Linked DNA regions of Mus musculus: region 1 is linked to region 2. The links are chromatin contacts, called in public Hi-C maps. All regions are on one chromosome and are shown on one strand. The core of a region is the stretch at or near the end of the contact, and the rest is flanking DNA. Distances in the headings are between cores, read along the strand shown. Region 1 overlaps Gm41635 (a long non-coding RNA gene). Region 2 overlaps Eml4 (echinoderm microtubule associated protein like 4).

Region 1 (4,002 bases), core at 72-2,571, 170 kb before region 2:
TTAAGAGCAGGTAAGAGGGGCTGCGGTTGTGTAGCTCGGTTGCTTAGGATGCATGAAGCCCTGGGTTCAGTCCCCAGCAACCCACAGAGTACAGGAGGAGCAAAAGTTCAGGGTCATCTCCAACATAGCAACGTTGAGCTCAGTTGGGCTGTGCCAGCTGCCTGTCTGGAGACGAGGTTCCCTCCCTGCACCATACTGTAGAGGCATGGTATACAGAGCCTCTGGTTTGCATCTGTCAAGCATCCCCAGTGTTCAGCATCGCCCCCTTAGGTGTGGTCCTCTGTACATCCTGGCTTCCTTTGAGCCGAGCGGATAGAAAGACTCATTAGGAAATTTGAGGCGGCTGTACTTGTTAGGAATAGAGAGCCCTGTAAATTCTACTTCGGGCGTGGTAGGGAGAGTTGGGACCAAATTTTTAAGATACAAATAAGAGCACTTTCGTACCATAAACTCATCTTTGCTCATTGAATTAATCAAAGAGATAAGAAATATTGAAAAAAGAGAGAGTGTGTGTGCTAGGCATAGGGCTCTTGATTAATGAGGAGGCCCGGAAGAACAGCTTTCTCAGGGGGGCGCATAGGGAGCGATCCTGTACCAATTGCTACCTTATCACGTAAGTTTCATTCCTTGGTCCCCTAGCTGACTGTAAATAAGCCAATTTTAAGGGTACTGTTGCAAGCTAGACTCGCTGGAGTCGAGAGTTTGAGGTCACACTAATGAGCTGTGAGTTATGGGTGCTCTCAGGTGATTCAGTTTTGCCCTGAATGCGAAGGCAGCTCTCTTGGGCTTGTCTCTTGGTTCTAAAGTGCTGGCTGGTCTGTGGGGTTTGTAGGAGAGGGCATGGCTTGCCTGGAAAAAGCCGCCGATCTCTAAGGATGCTCTTAATAAAGTCACAGTAGTAATGAGGCAGATGGGCCCTGCATTTGGAATGCAAATTCACATCCTGGCAGAGCAGCCGGAGGAGGACCGGGCCCAGCCGAGCTCAACGGAAGCGTCCTTTTCAAACATCTCCATGGAGAACCTGTATTTGCACCCAGAACGAAGGAAACAGCTTGAGGCTGAGACAGCCCTGGGGAGTTCTCAACCAAAACTAGATTGCCCGAGGGACACCCCGGGGAAACCCTGATGAAGAGTCCAAGTTGGACTCATAGAAAATGAGAGTTAATGAGATGCAAGGGAACAGTGAAGACTGGAGACAGCTTTGAGTGGGGAGGACAACCCAGCCTCCAAATGCAGGGCTGAGGAATGCTGAGAGAACTCTCCAAGTATTTGTTAAGTTTTTGAGTCACCTAAGAGAAATGAGCCTTCCTGGGGAAAGAACAAAGACTTCCGACCTGACAGCTTCGAGCAAGGCCGGAGCACATCAAAACAGCCTCTGCAGAGGCGCGTGATAAACAGCCCACAGTCCTTTTCCCCTGACTTTTATTTCTTCTCTCTGATCATCCGTGTATTTCACGATTTCTCATTCCTTCGTTCACTTCCACCCCGAGGGACAGGGTCACAGAGCGATCAGGGACACATCCAGGAACAGAATATTAAAGGCTCCATCCTTGTTCCACATCTGAGAAAGAACATTGGGGAGCCGGGGAAAATGAAACAAATCACTCACCCCGACGACGGCTCAGAATAGATCATTCCCGGGGCTCCGCGGCCGCGTTCGCGGCTGAATCCGGAGCTCTGCGAAAGGCGCTTAAGAGATTTTATTCCTAATCTACTTTTTCCTCCTTAGAGCTTTGGAAATATGGCTGTGTAATTTAATGATTACAGGAGATGAGCCGAAGAATGAGCTAAATAAGATAACATCGGCTCGCTTTGTAATGAGGGGGCCGAATTTTCCAAATATAGAGCAAAATCCAATTGTGGCCCTGTTGTTTATAAATGTTTCCTGCATGACATTTACATGAGAGCCTCTGTTGGGACCCACAGTGTCCTTTTTCATATCTCGAGCCTTCTCCTTGGCTTTCTACAGAATTAAGGGAGGAGAATGCAAGCTGATTTCTGTAGATCACCCTGTTGGCCGTATAGACTAGTGTGTTGTGCTGCTGAAAGAAATATAGGCTGGAGTTAGACATCTACACAGTGAGCAATGTCAATGGTTACCATGAGAGGCAGCAGACACCCCTGAAACATCACGAGCTTTTCAATAGTGGATAACAAATAAGATTCAAAAAGCAATAGTAAGAAATACAGTTCAGCCGTGTGGTAGTGGCACACGCCTTTAATCCCAGCACTTGGGAGGCAGAGGCAGGCGGATTTCTGAGTTTGAGGCCAGCCTGGTCTACAGTGTGAGTTCCAGGACAGCCAGGGCTACACAGAGAAACCCTTGTCTTGAAAAAAAACAAAAAACGAAAGAAAGAAAGAGAGAAAGAAAGAAAGGAAGAGCATGGCTCTAGCTGCATACGTAGCTGAGATGGTCTCGTCGGTCATCAGTGGGAAGAGAGGCCCTTGGTCCTGTGAAGGTTTTATGCCCCATTATAGGGGAATGCCAGGGCCAGGAAGCAAGAGTAGGTGGGTTGGGGAGCAGGGGGATGGGGGAGGGGATAGGGGATTTTCAGAGGGGAAACTAGGAAAGGGGATAATATTTTAAATGTAAATAAAGAAAATATCTAATTTTAAAAAAACCAAATACAATTCAGTGTACGGGTGTTAGACTTTGACCAGGCATGTTGGGTCTCTGGTCGGTGCTAAGACATCAGGTGAACGGCATGTGGAATCTCTTACTTATCGCTATAACTTTCTGTTTGTCCCCAAATAAACATTTGGAGAAAGAAAACAGTGCTGCTTCAGATGTTGCTATCGAGGAGGGAATAGGAATAAAAGACCCGGTGTACACACCAGGAACGCTAGAAGTGTCCCTCCAGCTCTAAGTTTGTTTGGAAGAATCTGTCTTATGCAGAGTGCAGGGGGTTGATCATAGCTCCCTCAGCAATGGGGAGAAATGATGTGCAGCCAGAATCACACGCCACAGGAGAGTTGGTGTTGCCACAGCAAGGACTCTGAGAACTTACCAAGACTAGGAAGATATCTAATAACTGAGAATGCTGTCCTCAAGTATAAATGAATAGAAAGGGCAGGTTACAGCGTAAACAGTACAGCCCTGTTTTAAACAAATGTGCTTAGGACAGAGATAAAGATGTTCAAAGGTATAAAGAGTGGACTTCTCCAGATGTGAGACTGTTGGGATGTGTGGATTCGATTATGTCCCCTCATAGTGAATGTAAAAGCCAGCTTGAGCCACATAAAACCCTATCTTTAAAAAAAAAAAATTTTGGGCTGGTGAGATGGCTCAGTGGGTAAGAGCACCCGACTGCTCTTCCAAAGGTCCGGAGTTCAGATCTCAGCAACCACATGGTGGCTCACAACCATCCGTAACAAGATCTGATGCCCTCTTCTGGTGTGTCTGAAGACAGCTACAGTGTACTTACATATAATAAATAAATAAATCTTTAAAAAAAATTTTTTTTTCAGCTGGGAGTGGCCGCACATACCTGTGATCCCAACATTCAGGAGGCAGAGGCAGGAGGATCTCTCTGAGTTTGAGGCCAGCCTGGTCTCGAGAGTGAGTTCCAGGACAGCCAGGGCTACACAGAGAAACCCTGCCTCAAAAAATCAACCAAACAATAAATAAGTAAACAAACAACTAATTAATAAAAAATAAGTTTTTCATGTTGAATTCCCAGTGTGACTGTATTTGATGATAAGCATTATTAAGAGGTAATTCAGATTAAATGGACCCATAAGGGCCCATAGGACTGGCTATATTATAAAAGAAAAACCAGGCTGCACCTGACCTTGGACCCCCAGTCTCCAGATCTGTGAGAATTCAGGTTTCTGTTGTGTATGCCATCTGGGGCATGGTATTTTGCTATAGCCATCCACACTGTTAAAGACAGAGGCTATTCTAAATGTCCTTGCTTTCCTGTTTGTGTGTGGTGAATGTGAATTGTCTTACTAGTTAGGAACAATGCATAGGAACTTTTTATTCTTTTGGTTTCACTGTAC
Region 2 (4,054 bases), core at 739-3,238:
GAGTAGCCGTTTTGCCTGACTGTACACTGTACCTTCAGAGAACAGAAGAGGGCACTGGATCCTAGAACTGGAGTTACAGATGGTCTTGAAACACCGTATGGATGCTGGGAATTGAACCCAGGGCCTCTGGAAGAGCAGATGGTACTCTGCGTTCTCTCTCTAGCCTGTTTAGATATTTTGTTTAGTTGTCTTACAAAAATAGCAAAAAATAAGCTTTAGTTGGTCCTTTGCCCAAGAAGGCGGCCCATTCATGATGCATAGATGAAATTAAATGCAGTGGCAGCAAGGTCAAAGCAACCAGTTTCAAAACTGTCTGTGATGTAATGTGTTTTGTTATGCAGCTAGTCTAGTCATCAGGTAGTTATAAAAATAATTCCTAGCTTAAAAATTATTTGTTTAGAAAGGGATAAACATATGCAAAGTGCTTAGCCCTCTATCTGTACACAGGGCTAAGTAGCCCTAATGCTAGTTAGGTGGTTTTACACTTTTCTTATTACAAGCACTAATCAAATCAAACCAGCTAACACTTCTGTCACCTCATTTATTCCTTTGTTTGTATTGACATTTAAGAGCTTTTTTTTTAGATGCTTAGAAACTCACACTGTTGGCACTGTGTGGTCACCACAGCCCAATCCTCTCTCTCCTTTGACAGCATCTGTCCTCTTTCCCCAGTTCCCCACTCCTCCAACAGCCTTTGGTCATTCTCATCCTTGATACTGTTGTGACTCACTTTCTCCAGTTCCACGTGTAATGTCACCCAGTTCTCTGGCTTAGTCTGTTTAGTCTAACCGCCTCTAGAGCTAAACTACAGAACTCCCCCTTCCTTTAAAGTCAAATGGTACTTTATTATATATGCACATGCCATATTTCAAAATCCATCCGTTAACAGGCACCTCACTGATTTCTGTGCTTCAACTACTGTGAAGAATGCTTTAGTGATTTCAATTCTTTTGAACATATATATCACACATACAACTTGTAACTCAAATCTTTTCTAAAGGTTTCAGTCTTAAGATCAACTTCATAGACTGAGTACTGGTGAGATGGTGGTAGGTGAAGGTGCTTACCACCAAGCCTGGCAGCCTGAGTTCAAGCCTCAGAGCCGGTGGGTGGAAGGAGAACCAGCTCCTGAAACTTGTCCTCTGACTTCCACACATGTGCTGCACACATGCAAATACACACAACTGATAAATATAAAAAGTGTACTGCACTGCCACACTGCTGCTCTGGGCAACACCAGAGACTGTGACTTGTTTCAGTTACCAAGATCATGCCCAGGAGAGCAGAGGAGGCAGGCGGTCCACAGTGCTGAGAAGTCACAGCAGAAATGCTGAGTAAATTATGCTTGTCATATTCCTGTCTTCCCTCTTGGAGATTTTAGTTCTTTATGTACTATTTTTTTCCCACCAAAGATTCAATGAAAGGCATGCCAATGTTATCATATGAGTGTCTGTAAAACAAGCCAAAAAAAAAAAGATTCCTTCAGATACGAATTCAAAATTGTTATGAAATTTAGAGCCAAACAGCTAAACTTGAGGATTACTGTCTCTAGAAAGCAAGTTTATGAGTACAATGACACCTAACTTTCTGAAACTCTCTCTTTAACTACTGCAGGAGGAAAGGAAAGTGGTCACAAGCACCAATGAATAAGAATGTGGTATTTGTTGAATAAATTAAACGTTTCCCAAATTACAAACCAGCATTCAAAGTCAGACACGCAGTATCTATAGCTTACCAGTCACGTGTATTGCATAGGTCAGAAATGATAATCTTTGAGCCTTCCCCATATCCACACATAGATAGCTCTCCCCTAAATTTCAGCAACCTAATTACTTAGAGATTGTTATAGATACTAATACCCTGTTTCGATGAGTCTTTTGAAGCTTGCACAAATGAATTCATATGATACCACCAGAAAACCAACTGCCTCCCTTTGATGCTCCGTCACATATCCACCATCTGGCTGGTAAGTGACAGAACAAGGATTTCTGAAAGCACGATTCCTTCCCTAATTGTCCTCTCTACCAATAGGAAGGCCACTTTCCAACCCTTCACTATGCATGCCCTTGGCAATGTTCTTTCACAAATAAACTCAAAGCAAAGAGGGTGTTCTGAGAGACATCACTTCCACTCTCGCTGAGTAAAAATGGCAGCTGCTCACTGGCTACCTTTCACACAGAAGATCTATCTTCCTACTGTGGCACACGTGGCTACTCCAGAGTGTCTGTCCTGTTACATCTTTCCTCCTTGTAATTAGATCCTAACTGACTTAATCATTCATCATTATCCACAATCCCATTTCCCACTGTCCAAATTACAGACAAGATTTAATGCTAGACTGACTACCTAACTAGTTTTCCAGCACCGCCGGTCTGAGCAGCTCCGAGGTCCCTGTGATCATCTCTGTTCTTTGACTTAAGGAGTGGACAGCTGGCTACAATTTATTCTGTTCACGCCTCTCTGACCACTGACTACTGCCCGCAGCAGCTTCTCATCCTAAATTTTAGCCTTAGTCTTGGAAAACAAATTGCTTTCATGTTTTTAATTGCCCCCACCCTCATCACACTTTATCTTTTCTGTTTGCTCCCGAAACCTTCAACCCACCTATACCCCATAAAAGACAGGCAGGCCTCTTTCCCTTTCTAGCTCTAGTTTTTGCCCCAGGGTCTCTGTTAGATTGCCGAAGACAGATCTGAATTCTCTTGCCACTCCCTGCCAGCCTAAGTGGAATGCATTCAGAGAGGGCGTGGCTAATTAAACTTGCTCATAGAAAAGCATCCATGGTCTAGACTTGTTGTTGACTGCAGTGGACTCTCCACCTGTCCTTTGGATTCACCAATTCTATTATCAAAGTCTGACTTCAGAAAGAGAAGGAGGCATCTCCTTTACGTCGTGTCCATTGCTTGTTAGAGCCTAGTTAGAGGAAGCTAAAATGGCTAACACTCCACACTTTAAATATCCACTATGAATGTCAACAGGTAATGATCATCAATACAAAATTACAGTGAATTAAGTACATATTAAGCATTAGACACTCTTTTTATGTCCTTTAGAAACTTAGGTTCTGAGACTAAATCTCATAGTCTGGGCTAGTCTTGAACTTGCTATGTAATAGAAATGACCTTGAAAGTTCTGCTCTCCTTGCCTCCCCCTCCTGGGGAATACAGTTGTGCAATACCCTGTCCAGTTAATGTGGTGCTGGGGAATCTAACCCAGGCCCTCAAGATGCTACTAGACAAGCACTCTACCAACTAAGCTATACCCCCAGTCCCAAGATAAATGTTTTTATGTAGATTCATTAGAATTCAGACATTCACTTAAATGAATACTGCGGCTCAGAGATATATTTGTCCAATCTTCCAAAGTAGTAAATTCTAGAAACAAGGAACAACCCTCAGATCTCTGATTCCAAAATTATTAGCTAACTATAATAGTCACCTCAACTCCATGAAAATAAAATAAGTTTAAGCACGCTGTGGTAGTACAACCAAATTTAAACAGCTATCAAAGATAAACTTTCATCTGCCAAGAAGTAAATGATGTACCATCTGGTTAATGAAGTACTGGGTTTACAGAGAAAACGGTTATTGAAAAATGATTAACTTTAATAACACCTGGGACGATAAAGACTGGAGAAACACAGTCTCCAACAGCCTGATGCTCCCTTTCCGTCCAGGCTTCCTGTAGTAAATATGCTATGTTGCAATAAAGCTCCTTGAAAAATGAGTCATCTGGAACCAAACATAATCAACAAGATAATGATTAACCAAAAACTGGCACAAATCCTAAGAGAGTAATAAAATTAAAATTCAGTCCTTTGAGAGATCGCTCATGTTTAAATGCTGCTATCTCAAAAATGCAAGACAACTGGGTTTATGTAATATGTTTACATGTTTATATAATGGTTCTGGCATAAGTAATTCAAACATAAGAACTATGTTTGAAAATTTTGTCTTAAATTTTATATTTAACCATGTCACCACAAAATTTAACAATGAAAGGATTTTGTTTTCAGCTCAATAGTTCTGATTCTAGAGAGGCTGAAGCAATGGCT

The links. Hi-C and Micro-C count contacts between places; a contact is called where the count stands out from the background.
Region 1: a Hi-C map of the N1E-115 cell line shows a contact between it and region 2, with 2.2 times the contacts expected there. The contact joins two enhancer-like sites. A contact is called at or near these places in 1 of 15 datasets of contacts at CTCF or cohesin (the NIH/3T3 cell line), 1 of 484 Hi-C or Micro-C datasets (the N1E-115 cell line) and 2 of 115 datasets of contacts at active chromatin or transcription factors (embryonic stem cells and pancreatic cancer cells).

The regions. Positions count from the first base shown.
Region 1 is chr17:83,543,535-83,547,536 of GRCm38.p6, reverse strand. It overlaps Gm41635 (a long non-coding RNA gene), which reads left to right. Exons shown (of 2, transcript XR_877027.2): 2 at 1-1,857. Among named protein-coding and RNA genes, the nearest start is that of Gm52292, 3.8 kb to the right of the region's middle. Within about 2 kb of position 1,321, at least 67 of the 459 cell types and tissues checked have an H3K27ac peak or open chromatin away from gene starts, as enhancers often do. A contact at or near this core is called in the N1E-115 cell line, where this site is marked.
Region 2 is chr17:83,376,640-83,380,693 of GRCm38.p6, reverse strand. All of the region lies in intron 1 of Eml4 (echinoderm microtubule associated protein like 4), which reads right to left. Among named protein-coding and RNA genes, the nearest start is that of Eml4, 28 kb to the right of the region's middle. Within about 2 kb of position 1,988, at least 42 of the 459 cell types and tissues checked have an H3K27ac peak or open chromatin away from gene starts, as enhancers often do. A contact at or near this core is called in the N1E-115 cell line, where this site is marked.